Regions from separate parts of the Mus musculus genome. Here region 2 is linked to region 1. The links are chromatin contacts, called in public promoter capture Hi-C maps. All regions are on one chromosome and are shown on one strand. Each heading gives the region's core, a stretch centred on a gene start, on an enhancer-like site or on the middle of the called end of the contact. The rest is flanking DNA. Distances are from core to core; before and after follow the strand shown. Region 1 holds the start of Mospd2 (motile sperm domain containing 2). Region 2 holds the start of Rab9 (RAB9, member RAS oncogene family).

The links. Promoter capture Hi-C pulls out the DNA fragments that hold promoters and counts their contacts.
Region 2: a promoter capture Hi-C map of liver shows a contact between it and region 1, with 4 times the contacts expected there. The contact joins the promoter of Rab9 here to the promoter of Mospd2 in region 1. A contact is called at or near these places in 7 of 39 promoter capture datasets (the C10 cell line, the HPC-7 cell line, HPC-7-derived erythroid cells and 4 more), 1 of 115 datasets of contacts at active chromatin or transcription factors (astrocytes) and 1 of 9 other capture datasets (liver).

Annotation. Positions count from the first base shown.
Region 1 is chrX:164,978,380-164,982,522 of GRCm38.p6, forward strand. It overlaps Mospd2 (motile sperm domain containing 2), which reads right to left and starts at 1,996. Exons shown (of 15, transcript NM_029730.4): 1 at 1,836-1,996; 2 at 1,615-1,684. The coding sequence starts at 1,844. It overlaps Fancb (Fanconi anemia, complementation group B), which reads left to right and starts at 2,213. Exons shown (of 9, transcript NM_001146081.1): 1 at 2,213-2,431; 2 at 4,058-4,143.
Region 2 is chrX:166,478,143-166,481,932 of GRCm38.p6, forward strand. It overlaps Rab9 (RAB9, member RAS oncogene family), which reads right to left and starts at 1,725. Exons shown (of 3, transcript NM_019773.2): 1 at 1,398-1,725.

The sequences.
Region 1 (4,143 bases), core at 746-3,245:
GTGTGTGTACTGGGTTACTATTTGTATCTTCCTTAATGCAGGGAGTGGTCAAATCTGTACTAAGCAAAGAGAGAAATAACAGGAAAGGAAGTAGCAGGTAGCTAGGAGCTATAAAACATATGGCTTCCCAATTGTAGGCCACTGAGAAGAATGGGGACTTTATTCTAAATACATACAGTGGGAAGACAGTGAAGGGTTTCAAGCTGGGGAATGACATGATCTAATTTGACATCACAACGTTGCTGAAAGATTACTAAAGTTGAAATCCAAAAGGCTTGAATAGCAAGCCAAGCTAAGACTCTAACACCCGAGATTCTGAGCAAATTGCTTAATCGTACTACACATCACTTCCCTCATTTAAAGATGAGACAGTGGCATCACGGTGACCTTTTAAGACCTTGGAGATTGCATAATTCATCTATTTTCTGCTTGTTTCCTTGAGCATAAGTAAATGATGATTGTAGAATGGCCAATTCATTAGTTATGAGTTATATCTCAACTTACTATAAACCACATAGCGATGAAGTATACTCCTATAGAAAGTTATTTTAGAAGTACTTCTTTACTGTAACCAGAGATGATAATAGACATGAATAAGATCTCTGTGCTAAAAGTTAATAGAGTGCTTTTGCAACTCTCTGGTACAAAGTTTGGTACATGAAGAAAATTGGCCAGGAGGCATGAAAAGATTTACGGGCCAGGCTACTTGGAATGGACTTAGTTATTTGTTCTAGGTCATGAACTGATATATAGCACAGAACAGTATAAAGGTGTATGACTCTTCTGCCAAGCACTACAATCAAAATACAACAGTTTAGTTCTTTCCATGGTAACCAATGACTGAGGCAAAATCTAAATTGACCACCTACTGGATTTAGTTCCACACTTGATGGTCTGATACACGTTTCTTCACTTAATTCTTAACCTTACTTGCATTTCATAGATATGGAAACAGGAACTCGGAACATGGAAGTAAGCTATTTTGTGGAAGGGGGCTACATTAGTATCAATCAAGGCAACTTATTCCAAATGTTTAAAAACAATGTACAAGCACTAAGTCAGCAGATTAAGTACTTGACAAGATTCTATGACAGTGACCAGATTATTCAACCAATAAACCAGTTCTGCACTTACAGAAACTTTTAAGTACAGTGTGGAGCGAGAACTTGTGCGTAGCACTTTTGGTTTTAAGAAGCGGAATTAAGCAAAATAAAAGGAACTGGATTACCAAATTATGTACAAACTATATGGCAACAGTACAATGGCAGTTTCCAGGTTCGTTTTCTGGTGAAAGGCCAGCGAAGGAGCCATGAACTGAACAGTGTCACCTATGTCATTGGCCAATATGTTCATAGCCTGTGAGGCCCATGGATATAAGGAGATGCTAGGCATTTTGATTTCTAACTTTCACTAACCGTTTAAAGGAAGCCCACCATCTGCCCAAGTAAAGCAGCGCACACAGTATGGCAAAACCTTTGAAACATGTACAGCATCTTTCCAGTGAAGGTTGGAAAGGTCTCTTAACATCTCCCGTCAAAACACCCACAAACACACCAGTAAAAGTTGGATATGCTCACTGCACACCCCACTTTAAGTCACAGAAAGCATGCTTACCTGTCACATACTCAGCTTCGAATCTCCGCCGGGTCTCTGAGATTAGCTTGGCTTTATTCTGAGCGTTATTCTGGATAGGAGACACAACAAAACCTTAAGATGCTCTCGGTCCTTACCCAGATCACTCCCAACACAGCTCACCTGCACCGGAGCGCACGGGCCCTGGGCCTGGAAGCTGTCTTCCAGGCTCACGGCCCAGGCAGCGATGAGGTGCTGCTCACCTCGGCCATGGTCACAGTCGCGGAACCTATTGTGGTTGTACCCGTCGCTCCTTCCACAGCCTGCAGCCAAGTGTCTCATCACCAGCCAGCCCAGCCCAAAGGTAGATCAAGAAGGGAGGGAGGGGGGGAGGGGGTCGCGTGACACCGGAACGTAGAAGGAAGTGCCTCCACACTGTCCAATCCCATAGTGTTGTCCGGGGTAGAGGCGGGAATAAGTGCTCTGCTGGGCTCCCACTTGCTTCTCTAAAGGAGAAACCCCGCCTTCCGACGACCTCCTGGCACCGGTGTCCCGCCCCAAGTAGCCTGGAGCACTCTGATGCTTTTCCCTGAAGCTCAGCCCCTACAGCTCAGCTGGCCATTTGCTTCCAGCCCTCGGAGGCTCCGCCCCTCCCAGGTCCCCTCTGGCTACCACCTCCTGCAGGCTTTGCCGCCTGAGTTGTTCAGGCAACTATTGGGCCGGTTGTCCCAGCGTGCAATGCGCGGGCGGGAGGTTTGGAGTCCTTTGGTGCAACTGGAACGTGGCAATTTGGCAGCCTTGGAGAACTGGTTTTGGTTTGGTTTGGTTTTCTCCTGACCGCTCGCAGATAACTTGCATTGTGAGTATTCGCTATATTCGGCGATTATTTCTGTTAAGGTTCTTTTCTTTTGGCTGTGGTGTCTGGCTTTATAGTGCTGGCAACTTGGTCTGTAGCCTAGGTTGGCCTCCCTTCTCAGACATGAGTTTTCTGTGTCAGTCTCTCTGATCCTGGTTACAGGTATAACCACCACAGTTGTGGACTGGGAGACGCTCACAAGGCAACCGTCTTTGAACTCTGAGTTAAGTGGTTATAGAAAGTTAAAAGGAAAGATGTTATTTTGAGTTACTTGTTCTTAACGAGGTGGGGGTAGACTCTTGTTCCTGCCATGTAAGTGACATTTGTGGGTGTCACCGCTCTAGAATGGGAGTGTAGCTGATTTCTAATGGGGAGAAGCCAACGATGCTGCCAAGCTTGCAGGACAGGTCGCAATACTTATCCAGGGTGAAATGCAAACATTGCCGAGACTGGTGAAAGCTTAGATTTATAAAGTACTACAACAAACTATTAGCTTTGGTGGCTTAGTTGAACATAACAATGCTGCCTTTCTTAAAAACTGACCAACACTGAAGACTACTTGTACTGGCAATTAGAGAAAACGTTTTCCCAGGCACTGGGGATGTCGATCACAGGTCCAGCACATGCTGGAGACCTCAAGTTCCAGCCTCAGCAGCCCTGCCCCTCTGCCAAAAAGGACAACCCACGTTTTACCTAGTCTGTAGCTGGTTGACCTTAAAAAGGCAGTTAACATCTTTTCCCAAAGCGTTTTCAATATTTGTTTTTATGGGAAAATTTGAACACATTGTTTAAAGTTTGTTTGAAAACTTTCATAAAAATATTTGAGTAACTCCGAGCTCCCCTAGACTCCCACTTCCCTACTTTGATACCCATATTCTTTACTAAAAGTCAACCATCATGGTAAGGATTACATTCCTTTTAACTGTAGTGTGATATTCCATCTGTTTATTTTCTTAATGGTAATCATTCAAGTTCTTAATTTTTATGTTGCAAATAGGAGTGCAGTATATATTTCCCGGTTGTAGTATTGTTTCATATGGGGTCAGGTTGGAAATGCAGTTGCCAAAGAAACACAGTTCAGTTCATTGCTGGGTTAAAATCTGTAGTCATCTGTTTCATAAATTACTTGTTCATTATACCCATGTGTGTGTGTGGGGGGTGCTCGAGTGTGTGTGTGCGTGCTCTCGCGGGCGTGGTACACAGATGAATGTCACAGGATAGTTTTCTGGAGTTGTTCTTACCTTCTACTCTGCTGAGGCAGTCTTTCTAGTTTCTGCTGCTGCTTTGCATATTGCAGCTTTATAATTCCTGTGGGCTTTCAGGAGGGTCTCCCATCTCAAGAAAGGAATGCACTGATTGCAGGGCACATCACTGTATCAGGGTTGTTTTCTTTTTTCGTTTGTTTGTTTGTTTGTTTGTTTGTTTTTTTCCCTAGTGAACTCTGCTCCTCCCACTTGTTCAGGCATTCACAGCTAAGCACTTTTCCCCAGTTCTCTGACAGAAGGTACTTTAAAGAGAACATCTAAGATCTATTAGCTAGCTTGTGATAAATAAGTTTCTAACAACATTTGTTTTGTTCTGTATCTGTTCTCTTCAGTCTCTCTCTCTCTCTCTTTTTTTTTTCTTTAGGATTAAAGGCCTCAACTGGAATCCATTTGCAGTTGGAACTGGATCAACACAGAGACTTGATGCATTAGAGTGGCCGGCAAACAAGC
Region 2 (3,790 bases), core at 475-2,974, 1.5 Mb after region 1:
GCTGGTGAGATGGCTCAGCGGGTAAAAGCACTGACTGCTCTTCCAAAAGTCCTGAGTTCAAATCCCAGCAACCACATGGTGGCTCACAACCACCCATAATGAGATCTGATGCCCTCTTCTGGTGTGTCTGAAGTCAGCTACAGTGAATTTATGTACAATGATAAATAAATCTTTTTTAAAAAAACCTATTAAGGTTTTAAAAAAATAAAAATAAATAAAAATAAAAGACAAAGTAAAAGCAGGGTACTTAAGTCCCTTAGCTGAGACAGGAGTTGGGAATTTTGCACAGGGGTACAGCTCTTTCTTAGCCAAGCACAAGACCCTAGGTTTGGGCTCCAGCAATGGAAGAAAAAGAACGAAAAGAAAAAGGTAAATAGTCCTTAGTTGAAAGCCCTGGGTTTCCTTCAATTCTAGTTGAGATTTCAGGCAGTGTAGGGATTTTCCATTGCAGTGGTGCTAGCAAGGAAAAAGACAAAACTTGTACCAGCAAAACAAAACAAAAACCAAATTCAGTCTGTTGATTTTATGAGGACGCTGTGAAAAGACTGGTCACGTGCCAATTTGGAAACTTGCAGAAGTTATTCCTCAAAAGAAGTATGATCACGGGATGTGTCATCATTTACAAAACAAAACAGAACCATAATACGTTCACCAACCATTTGGTCAGTACTTAAAAGTCTCCTCTGGTCTTTTCACTAAGATGGAAGGAAGAAAGGAACGCGATTTTGAAACCTCGGCCAAGATCTGATATCTGACGATGTTCCCAACCGCCTACAAGGTCTTTGCCCTGGCTTTATCTTCCAAGCTCTCTCACCTGAGTGGGTCAAAGGGTAGTATGTCAGAGGTCGCCAAACTCAAATAACACAAGCTTGCTTTCCCCAGCATTAGTCAGTCACTGTGGCGCAAGGTTTGGTCTCGAGTATGTGGGTGTCCCCGTGTGGTTAGGGGAAAGACTAATGTGTAAGTGTGTACCCAGGTAATGTCATTGGTCCCGTGAGCATCGTTCCACCATCCTATTCCCAAGTATTTGGGGTATATCTCTTTCCTGAGATGATGTTTTTGGAAGGGATATCTCTTCCTCTCTAGTAAGGCCGATCGGTCGGTCTGCGTGTATGTGTTTGTGTGTGCGCGCGCGCGTGTATGTCCCGAGTGGTTGGGTGTGTGATCTTCTTCCCGTGCTTGAATGTGAAAACCCGTCTTTCTTCCTACTGACGTAGGAATTTTCAGGAGACTTGGGGACAAGCTAACTACCCCTGTTGCCCAGCAATCTACTGACCCGCGCCAATTTGGCTCGCCCGCCGCCCCGGCGGCCCTCCGCTCCAGCAGCTCAGCTCAGGCTACGCGCGCTCTTAACCAGCTCTGGCCGGACCTCAAATGGAAGGATGACCCCCGCTCACCTTGCAGACACACACTGGACGTCCTGGGGGCGGCTCGCCAACACGCCTGGGTGCAACCAGGGCAGGAAGAAGGCCAGAGACTCCGGAACGTCGAGAGCGCTTCCAAGAGGGAGCGACTGGGGCAGAAGAACCAATATGGCGGGCGGCCGGGGCGGGGCCAAGACGGAGGGGCGAGGCCTTGACAGTGGGGCGACGGGGCGGGGCCTGAGGCAGTGAGGCAGGGTCTGGAGTGGTAAAACCAGACCCGGGTCAGGGGCGGGACCTAAGTCTTTAGGGCGGGGCCAGGAGCTGCGGGGAGGGGCCTGTGGCGGTAGCACCAGGCCAGGAGCTGTAGGTCGGGGTCTTTCCTGTGGGCGTGGCCTGCGGCTGCGAGCCCAACCGCTAAGGCTAAGATCCTAGTCTGGATCACAGGAATTAGGCCCAAGGAAGACTGAGCCAGGAAGTCTGGAATCTGCTCTTCCCACAGACTGCTTTGCAAGATCGCAGTTTTTCTTTGTACTAGCTGCTGCTCTGGTCTTCCCACCTGCGTTTCTTCTAACAGTGGTCACAAAATAATAATTTATTCTTAAAGTTTAAAGTAGAGAACATATGAGTACTATGACGTAGCAGTATTGCACCATTTAAAAAAAAAAAAGCAGGCGGTGGTGGCTCACGCCTTTAATCCCAGCACTTGGGAGGCAGAGGCAGGCAAATTTCTGAGTTTGAAGCCAGTCTGGTCTACAGAGTGAGTTCCAGGATAGCCAGGGCTACACAGAGAAACCCTGTGTCGAAAAACAAACAAAACAATAATAATAATGGCAAAATATAGGGTCAGAGGTGTTTGTATTCCTTTGATTTATATGAGGAATTGAGTACATAGGTGGTAAAAATAAAAGTCCCTGGAAGAAAGATTCTTAGCTCCCCATAAACATATAGATTATGTTTAGTTTCTAAGAGAAGACATTCACTTTCGTGATCCACAACAATTTACATAATGTCTGCCTCTTTGTGGAGCCATTTTCAAGTAATAACCTTTCATCAGGCGCCAGAAAGATTACAGTTAGCAAAGTTTCTCACAAGTATGATTTTAGAATAATTATGAAAATAAGGCTCATAATAAATACTGAGTTCCAGTTTGAATTTCAATGATTTTTTTTCTTATAAAAAGGAATCTATTTTTATGTGTGCAGAATATTTCCCCCACGGACATCTGAGTAAAGGTTTATCGATATACAAATCTGTTGCATATGGAAAAGTGAGCTGGGATACAAGTCAAGGTCGAGTGCTTGTCCACCATACATGAAATCATGGTTCCAACCCCGACATCACAGAAGCCTAGCATTCTAGAAGCAGAGACAGGAGCTCAAGATCCTCATGGCACATAGGGAGTTGGTACATAGGCTATATGAGACCTTCTCTAAGGGAAAAATGACTATGCTTTTCACATACAAGGAAAAACAGAATGAAATAGTACACAATTTATCCATTAACTGACATTTAAATCATCGAAATGTTGATATTTTCTCTAACCCATTATCAATGTGAAATCTCAGTAATGTATATATTTTATAAGTAATCTATTAGTAATTATATTATTAAATAATCATATGTTGAAAAGTTACATATAAAAAATGATTTCTCAAACCAGGTGTGGTGGTGTCTTTTTACCGGGCACTCAGAAGGCAGAGGCAGGCAGATATCTGTGAGTTCAAGGTCAGCCTGATCTACAAAGTGAGTTTCAGGACAGCCAGGACTGTTACACACACACACACACACACACACACACACACACAGTCTCAGAAAAACCAAACCAAGCCAAAACAATCCTCATCTAAATCAGATCTTTTTTCTTTTATTGAAAACATTTTTTCTCAAATAGGGTATCCCTCCATCTACACCAAGTTCCTCCCCACATCCCTCCATCCATATACATCCCCTTTCTGTCTCTCAGTAGGAAACAAATAGGCTTCTAGTGGATAATAAACTAAAATATAAAACAAAAAAAGTAAATATGTTGGAATAGGGTAAAACAACCAGAGTTCCCTAGAGCTCCCAGGGACTAAACCACCAACCAAAGATCTAGTTTCAATCCACAACACTACAAAAAAATTTGTGTTTGGTTTTCCAAGTCAGGATTTCTCTGTGTAGCCTTGGCTGTCCTGGAACTCATTCTGTAGACCAGGCTGGCACTGAACTCAAAGAGCCACCTGCCTCTCTCTGCCTCCCAAGTGCTGGGATTAAAGGCACACACTACAACTGCCCAGCTAACTACAAAACTTCTCAAAGGAAAATTAAAAAAACAAAAATGAACGATCACACCATTTTACATTTTCCCCAACATAAATTTTATTATAGACACTTCAAGCTTGGCAAATGATCAAATTAATAAAATGCACCTAGATCAGAGAGCTATT